Linked DNA regions of Arabidopsis thaliana: region 2 is linked to region 1. A link is a contact called in public capture Hi-C data. All regions are on one chromosome and are shown on one strand. The core of a region is the stretch at or near the end of the contact, and the rest is flanking DNA. Distances in the headings are between cores, read along the strand shown. Region 1 holds the start of AT1G44160 (HSP40/DnaJ peptide-binding protein). Region 2 holds the start of PUP11 (purine permease 11).

The links. Capture Hi-C pulls out chosen DNA fragments and counts their contacts.
Region 2: a contact with region 1 is called in a capture Hi-C map of root, with 2.5 times the contacts expected there. A contact is called at or near these places in 1 of 26 Hi-C or Micro-C datasets (root) and 1 of 3 other capture datasets (root).

Annotation. Positions count from the first base shown.
Region 1 is chr1:16,792,350-16,796,611 of TAIR10.1, reverse strand. It overlaps AT1G44160 (HSP40/DnaJ peptide-binding protein), which reads right to left and starts at 1,792. Exons shown (of 3, transcript NM_103540.5): 1 at 1,377-1,792; 2 at 873-1,297; 3 at 162-780. The coding sequence starts at 1,580. The coding sequence ends at 336. ALDH3H1 (aldehyde dehydrogenase 3H1) reads left to right here. Exons shown (of 11, transcript NM_103541.3): 11 at 1-212. The coding sequence ends at 48. It also overlaps the pseudogene AT1G44150.
Region 2 is chr1:16,890,146-16,894,407 of TAIR10.1, reverse strand. PUP11 (purine permease 11) reads right to left here and starts at 1,881. Exons shown (of 3, transcript NM_001333233.1): 1 at 1,678-1,881; 2 at 1-843. The coding sequence starts at 151.

The sequences.
Region 1 (4,262 bases), core at 543-3,042:
GACAGCAATATATTCGATTTATTCAAAGTCCTTCTCGGTTTAGCTTAAACGGTAAAAAGACCGAGGACACTTCCCTTTGTACCTTATTTACTTGTTTTATTTTTCAAACATGGACTTAGTTGGTTGATATGTTTTGGTTTGGTGTTGATTCTATGAATATTGAAGTTGATAAATAAAAGATTTTCGGTTGATTATGGAAACCGGTTTCTTCATTCCAACTTGGTTGTTTACAAAACAAAGAAGACACAAAAGAGTAAGAATCTCTTTGATTTTTTTTATCTAAACCATGTTGTTAAAGCTCCCCTATAATGGGAAAGAAAATCTGTAGCAACAAATCAAGAAGAGTCTTGAAGAATGCTATGAATCTCTGCCCTTTGTTCATCTGTAAGATGTTGCGGGAACTTAGTCCGAAACCGAACTCTCAAATCTCCTCTCTTCCCTTTCTCCTTAAGATTTGGCATTCCTTTTCCTTGAACCACTGTAACATATCCAGGGTGAATAACATCTTCTATCCTCAACCTCATATTGTCACCATCAAGTAAAGCAACAGAGAGCTCGCATCCCGTTAAAGCTTCGAGTAGAGAGACTTCCACCGCCATTTCGAGGTCATCTCCTTCTCTTTTAAACACTTCATGCTCTTTCTCGACAATCACGAATGTCAAATCTGCCGGTACACTTCTCATTGCTTCGTTTCCTTTGCCTTCGAATGTTACTTTCGTACCTCCTTTCCATCCCGGTTTAACTTTTATTTCCACCATCTCTTCCTCCTCGCACTTTTCCCTACAAAACATAAAACAAAACTTAGTTACTTAGTCCTCTTTTCGCAAAACTTCGTTGCCAAGTTAGGTCTTTTGTAAAGAAACAAAACAAACCCTAAGCTAGTAATAACATCTCTCTTGATCTTGATCTTCTTGGTACATCCGTTGCATAGCTCTTCGAGAGTGCATCTTAGTTTCTTCTCCGTTGGAGAAGGTTTAGCCACTTTAGCAGAGGAACTCGAATACAAAATCGGATTTGCAAAGCTTCTTGGAACCGTGGTTGTCGATCTCATAAGTGTAGGCATAAATCCACCAGATTCCGTCATCCTGTTGCTACTGCTTTTGCTCCTCCCTATAAACGATAAACTCCGCAACGTCGGATTCGTCGAGGTCGCCGTGGCTGTGTTCTGGCTACAACTTCTTGAAAGAGATTTCTTGCTCCCCACGAAATTGGTATTGGTGTTGTCAAATCTATAACTACGAACCTTACAAAGACTCACACCTTCCACCTTATTATTTTTACCAATCCCTTTCGTTTCCTAGAACAAAAAACATTACCACAATTCAACAAAAACATATTATCGAAAACCTAATTGTGAGTTATTTTGTGAAACTAACCCGAAACTCGAAGGCGTTTGGTGTATTCCGTTTATGTTCTTCATCAAGACGTTTGGTTTCCTTTGTGTCGTGTTTAGCCTTATGATGATGTTTGGTTTTGTCACGAGGCAAAACCCTTGAGATTGATCGGCAAAGTTTGAAGAGATCACGGAGGAGGAAGCTTCTTTTCTTCGCCGAAGGCTGAGCCATCCCTTGTGTTGCCATTCACGGCGGAGATAGAGAAAGAGAAAGAGAGAGTCAGAGAGATACGTTTTTGAGAGATGAATGAGAATTGAAACGTTTTTTTGTTTCGTAACTTCCTTTTTTAGACCAAATCTTTTGCCATTGACGGAAACAGATAGGAACACAGATCAAAGAATCAAGATAAGAAACGCTCTCATCTACTAATAATCTAATTATTAGAAGTTGATTCGTTTTTTTTTTTGGTGACATATTTCATCTCTCAATCATATAACTTGTCGCTGTCGTCATAATATATTATTTACATATGACAAATATTACTAATGTCCAAAATCTTAGGAGTTGACTTTTTTGAAAATGTAGATATCAATTTTTATATGGAAAATTAAGATCGGGTTGCTTAATTAATATGGAAGATTATGTTAAGTATTCCATTTCTATGCATTGAATAATACTGTCAAATATTTTTTATGGAATATATCATTTTGGTGCTGGCATGATAGGATTTACGCGTTCCTTCACTAATTGTCTCGACGACAAGAAGATCTTGCTACTAGCTAAAAAAGAAAATTATAACTATTAAAAAAAGAATATTTAAAAATTAGAACTATTTACCAAAAAAAAAATCGTAGGTTGATGATTAATCTTTGGGGAAAATGTTGCTTTATACGCGAACTTTTAAAAAGTGGTATTTCAATACGTGAATTTTGGGGTCGATCAAATAAAACATGATAAAAACGTTGACCCGCCATTTAATACAAATCAAAATTTTGACCAGATAAAACCCCCCGAGACGTTAACATGCATTAACGGATTCGATAACCCCTGTTAGCAGACGTAAATTGTTTCTGTTAAAGCCGAAAATGGCGTTGTTTCATACTAAACGAAACTGAGAAATCCCCAAATCGATTTCGAAATCCCTAATTCAATTAATTGTCTCTTTTTCGTTTTCGTTTTCAGAGCCGCTTTGAAACTGGAGCTTTAACTCCAACAGAAGACTCTGCTACGGGTACAGCCGGCAAAGCTAGAACTCCGCAATGAAACTCTGAAACTTCCCACCGGTGGAACTCGACTCTATCTCCGGTGTCAACTTGCCTTGTGGTGGAACTGGAGCAATGTCTACTTCGCCTTCCATTGTTGATACAATCTAAGACTCCCACCATTCGAATTCAAGATGAAATCCAAGAACAATCACGATTTCGCCAAAGTAAGATTTAGGGATGTCGAAATCGATTTGGGGATTTCTCTATTTCGTTTAGTATGAAACGACGCCGTTTTCGGCTTTAACAGAAACAATCAGATCCGTTAATGCATGTTAACGTCTCGGCGGTTTTTGCTTGGTCAACGTTTTGATTTGTATTAAATGGCGGGTCAACGTTTTTATCATGTTTTATTTGGTCGACCCAAAAATTCACGTATTGAAATATCCTTTTTAAAAGTTTGCGTATAAAACAACATTTTTCCTTTTTTTTTATGAACTTTTTTTTTTTTTTTTTTTGCATTACTTTGATTTTTAGTTTTCGTCTTTTTTTTCTCATGCGATTAAAATATATTATGGCTCTATTTAGTAGGTCTAATTTAAAGGGGTTTGTTGACCAAAGTGTGACAAATAACGATTGAACTTGAGGTAAATCAGGAGTTGGTTAAGGTGGTTTAGATTTGGAATCAGTTTGTCTGGCTAAGTTAAATTATTATTGGTTAACAATTTGTTTTGAATCGGGTTTCACTTTACAAGTCAACAAAAGTTGTTAAGTTATTTTTATGAGTTTGATCTGAGATTGAGATCGTCTTCAGAAGCGAGATCTTGAAGTTTGAAACCAGTTCCTCTGTGATATAGTGGATTACTAACATTTTTTTTTTTTTCATAAATTTCCATTAAAAAAAGTTTTACAATACATGGCAAAAGCCCAACAGGCCGCAGGCCCAACAAACGAAAAACAACAACAGAAACAACCACAAATTAAAAGCCCAACAAAAGCAAAGCAAGAGACTCACCATCGCCTAGCCCGAGAAACAAAGAGAGCAACGACGAGCAAACCTGCAAAAGAAGCACATAACTCCAAACTAGGACGACACATCAGAGAGATTTGAAAACCAGGAACCAAGTTGATAAGAAAGAATTCCCCGGATGGCGAGAAACCTGAGCTCTAGACAGAGGATCAAGAAGTGCCCGAATAGTTAGATTAATCTCCTTGATAATCACAACTGGCGACTTGGAAATGGCGGTGTGCACCCGAGCATTACGTTCCTTCCAAATGAAATAAATGAACGCCTAGAACAAGAGCTTAATTATCATTGCTAGATTAGCCTCCCTGGAAGCCCCTAGTAACCACTGAAGGCAGTCCATGAAAGGCATCCCTGATTACTAACATTGATTGGCCACCTCGCAGTAATCCCGGAGCCCACCTCGCAGGCATCCCTGATTACTAACATTGATTGGCCAAGATAGAGAGTTTTCAAATGGGACATGAACTAGTAAATTGCCTGTTCTTTTTTGTTTTGTTTTTTCATCTCCCAACGTCAAACTCGCCTATTTTCGCAATTTTAGGAGGGATTATTGGTTTATAGATTTATAAGGAACTAGGGTTTAACTCGCGGTTTACCGCGGACCTCGGTTTTATATAGTTTTTAATTAAGTATTTGATTATATTTTATATTATAAATTTATAAAAATATTTCTTTTATTTTAAATTTTATAAATAATGT
Region 2 (4,262 bases), core at 632-3,131, 98 kb before region 1:
CAGCAATGATCACACCGAGCAAAACATAGATCAAAACAATGTACTTGAGTGAACACGAACTCTCCGAAGACTCTACACTAGCCGAAGACGGAAGTAGCAAAAGCGGGATATAGAGTATAGGAAAAGCAGCCGTTTGAACAAGAGTTGCCATCCATTTACTGTTTCCACCTTCATCATAGTAAAACCTACCAAGAAGAACCGAAGCAGCTTGACCACCAATAAGGAAAAAGATGTTAACGGATACAAGAACCCACCATTGCCAACTTTTAAGCTTCAAGAGTGGTGTTGGTATACCAACCACACTCTCTTCTTTCACCAAGATTGGTTCTTGATTACCTGCAAAAATACAAACTTTAAACAAGGGTTTGGTACAATTCACATAAAAGTTCAGCTTTTTAAAACCCTTACCTAAAGCTTCAACATAATTCAAGAACTACCCATAACTTTGAAAACCCGAAAGCATAATCTAACACATAATCACAATCTGGGTATGTCGAAAAATCAAAACTTTATTGGAAAAATAACACGAACATGCACAGAAATCGAAAGATGAAGAAGGAGGAGAACGAGACAGACCTGACATAGAGAATTGGTTTCGCAAGAAGCGAAGATTACAGAGAAATTGAAAATTTTATGTTCGTCTTCTTCGAGATTGATTGTTCACCGAAGATTGAAATGAAGCTATTGATTGTTTGCAAGTGATTCGACGCAGACTTAACTAACAACTTTTTTGAGTCTTTGACTTTTGTTATTAGCCCATCATTTTTAAACCGGAGGGGACCGGAGATTCGACCCATGAGATGTGAAACATGTTTGGCCGGTTATCCAATCCGATTTATTATCCTGCCACATCGATAATTAATATTTATTTAATTAATATTTTTGAAAATAGTACTTTTTGTTCCTTTATTGTTTAGAAAAAACATAAATTTTAAAGTAAATATATTAAAGTTAATTTTAAGTGTATTATTTTCTGTATTTTATAATTTTCTATAATTTTAAAAGTATAATATTCAATTATTTTTTATTAAAAACCTAATAAATATTGTATTAAAAACTTAAAAAAAATCAATCTTTTTAAAACAATTTTTTTCCTAGAAAATCAAACAAAAAGGAACATAAAGAGTAATTATTTTCTATTTTCTTGTTAAAAGAAAAATAACAAATATTAAATTTAAACTTATAAAAATAAGAAACTAAATAATTATAATTATGTAATATTAAACTTATAAAAAAGGAAGATAAGTAATTATAATTATGTAATATTAAACCAAAATTTATAGAATTTTACACAACTAATACAGAGTAACCACTCATAAGTTAACATTTTAAAATCTAATTAATTAATATATTAAATATATTTAACCAAAATTCCTTTTAAAAATAAAACAATGATTCTATTATGAAACAATGATTTAAAAAAAAAATTAAACAATTAGATCTCACATTATAGCATGATTCACTCAAAAGTAAAAGAAAAACCAAAACTCTACTTTTCTAAAGCGAAATTTTGATCGAATACATTTGTCTCTTCAGATCACAGTATAGGAATCCAAAATATGGTTCAAGGATCGATTAAATTTTCTGATTATGAAAAATTGGTGCTATATAAAGATCTGGCGATACGAATCGATAACGAGAGATAGAAGAAACAAGATCGGTAAAATCTGAAATTACCTGCAGCTCCGGTAACAAGAACACGAACTGGTTCCTTCGCCATCTTATAATCGGGATCGGAAAATTATCGCCGGTGTAAAAAGAGAGAGATTGTGAATGATCAGTGAGAGAGCGTGAAGGTATGAAAGCAGACCTGTGTGTTTATTTATTGGTGCCCACGTCATCGAATATCTCGAACCAATATCATTTTGGGAAGTTTTAATGGGCCAATTTAGTGTTAAAATAAGCCCAACTAGTTAAGCCCATTTAATATTTAGCCGAGTTAATCGTACCGACTAAATGGGGATGTTCAATGTTTACTTTTTCTTATTTAATTAATATATTCTTTTTTTGTAAGTGGTGTCTGAATATTTAAAACTAAAGTTCTAGAAAATGAATGTCGTTATATGTTTGACACTGTTATTGAAGAAATGGCAGCTCCATCTCAATATATTTATGCGTTTTTGGCAAAATCCAAAAAACGATTAAAACCTTTTAATATTTTTTTTAGAAAATAAGCCTTTTTCCTTTAAGAATTTTTCTGAATTTTGTAATGGACTCATTGCATTTGTCATACACTGCCATGAGTTAGAGACGGACCTGAAAAATGGTCTAAACAAAAAAGAAGAAGATAATATAATTTTGATATCGGGAATTTGAGATATTTTTGTTTTCTTTTAAATTCTTAATATGATTGTCATTAAAAAGTATATTTAAAAATGATATTTTCCATCGAAATTTGATTCTATCAAATTACGTTATTCTACATAATAAAATGTTTTACATCGATTTAGTAATAATTTTTTCTTATTACCGGTAAAAATTAAAAAGGTAAATTTTAACAATTAAGTGACTATATAATGTTTCAAAACTAGTCTAACATTGAGACAAGCAGACTTAACTAACAACTTTTATGGTGTTGGGTTGATTTGTGGAGTATAGGTTGTAAGAATATGTTTTGGTTTTGATGTGGAATCAAAACGTATAAACCATACGTTCACAACACCATGTCACTACCATCCTTTAAATTTATCTTTAGTACTTGAGTTTGTGATTATGTTCGAGTTTCAAGTTTTTTTTTCAATAATTCAGTTTTAGTTTTATGTTTCAGTTTCAGGTATTTTTTAGTATTCTTGTTTTCTGTTTAAATTCAAGAGTTGATCAAACCCGAACTATTCTTCAGATTTACTAAAAAAATGCTTGAAACAAAGGCAAACATCAACATGTAATATGTGTGTGCGTACACAAGTTGCTTCAAACCATGGTGGGTGTCTAAAGTTATTCTTCCGTCATACACAAGTTCAAGAGGTTAGTCCCACTTGTAACCATCGTGGAACATTCAACAATACATAGAGCTGAGATTAAATGTGTTCAAACAAGAATTAAAAATAACTCACATCAGGTCATTCAAGCTAGAATCAAGGTGGAGACTGTTGGTTGATGATTTAATCTTGAAAGGAAAGGAAAAGGCATCTGTTTGTAGCAGGTTTAAGAAGTTGCAGATTTGAGTTTGGTTAAGCTTTTAAAAGTGTAGCAATACCTCAAAATGATGCAGAATGTCACAGGTTCATTTAACCACACGTGACAAGACTTTAGGGTTTGTTAAACCCAAGCACTGACTTTGTTCCTCTATAAAAAAGAGGAGCCAATAGGTGAGCCGTATTATTAGTTTCAAGAATGAAGGAAGGTTCTTCAGTGGTGATACATAGAGAGAAGTGTATAATGATTCGCCGACTACACTTCAACATACCCGCGGGCCGGTCCGTCTAACCGCTAGATATTTACATATACATTTTTGCAGCCATTTTATGAAATAAATCCTCAAGTTGGAATTTATTTATAAAAAATGTTATTGACATTAATTATTTTCAATTAATTAATATTCTTAATTAGTAACATTCCCTTATCTAATATATCTTCATCAATTCTAATTACTTAAAAAAGGAGAAATCTTAGGGGGGTTATTGAAGGTATGATTTTAATTGAATATGAAAGAATTTAGAATTCTATTTAAATCTAGTGTTATTCAATTGATTGGTTTTAGAATGCTATTAAATTCTACTGTTATTTAATTTGTTGATTTTAGAATTCTTTTAAATTTTACTGTTATTCAACATTAAGATTGTTTTAATGGCAATGTGATTTGATTAGAATTTAAAAGAAATGAAAGACAAAAACGTGAAGAAACAAATCCCACCTATTATGGTGTGATTTGGATAGAATTTTTCAAATACATTAAAATCTTTTATTTTTCTATTCATTTTAATTCTTTTGAATTCAATTATCCAATACCCCTCCTTAGGACATTATTAATATATACTTGATTAAAAGATAAAATATTGTAGTTAATTAAACATTTCGAATATTTAACGGAATAAACGATTAGAATATTTATAATATGTGAAATCTATAAAAATTAAATAATCATTTGAAAAAAACTTTTAAATTGGTTTGAATTACAATTTTTTTAATAAAACTATTATTTAAACAAAAAACAAAAAAATAATGTTTAATTTCACTGAACGAGATTAGATGGTAGGACGGGTTTATAATATTTATAATATCTGAACTTTTATACAATTAAATAACCATTTGAAGTAAAAAAA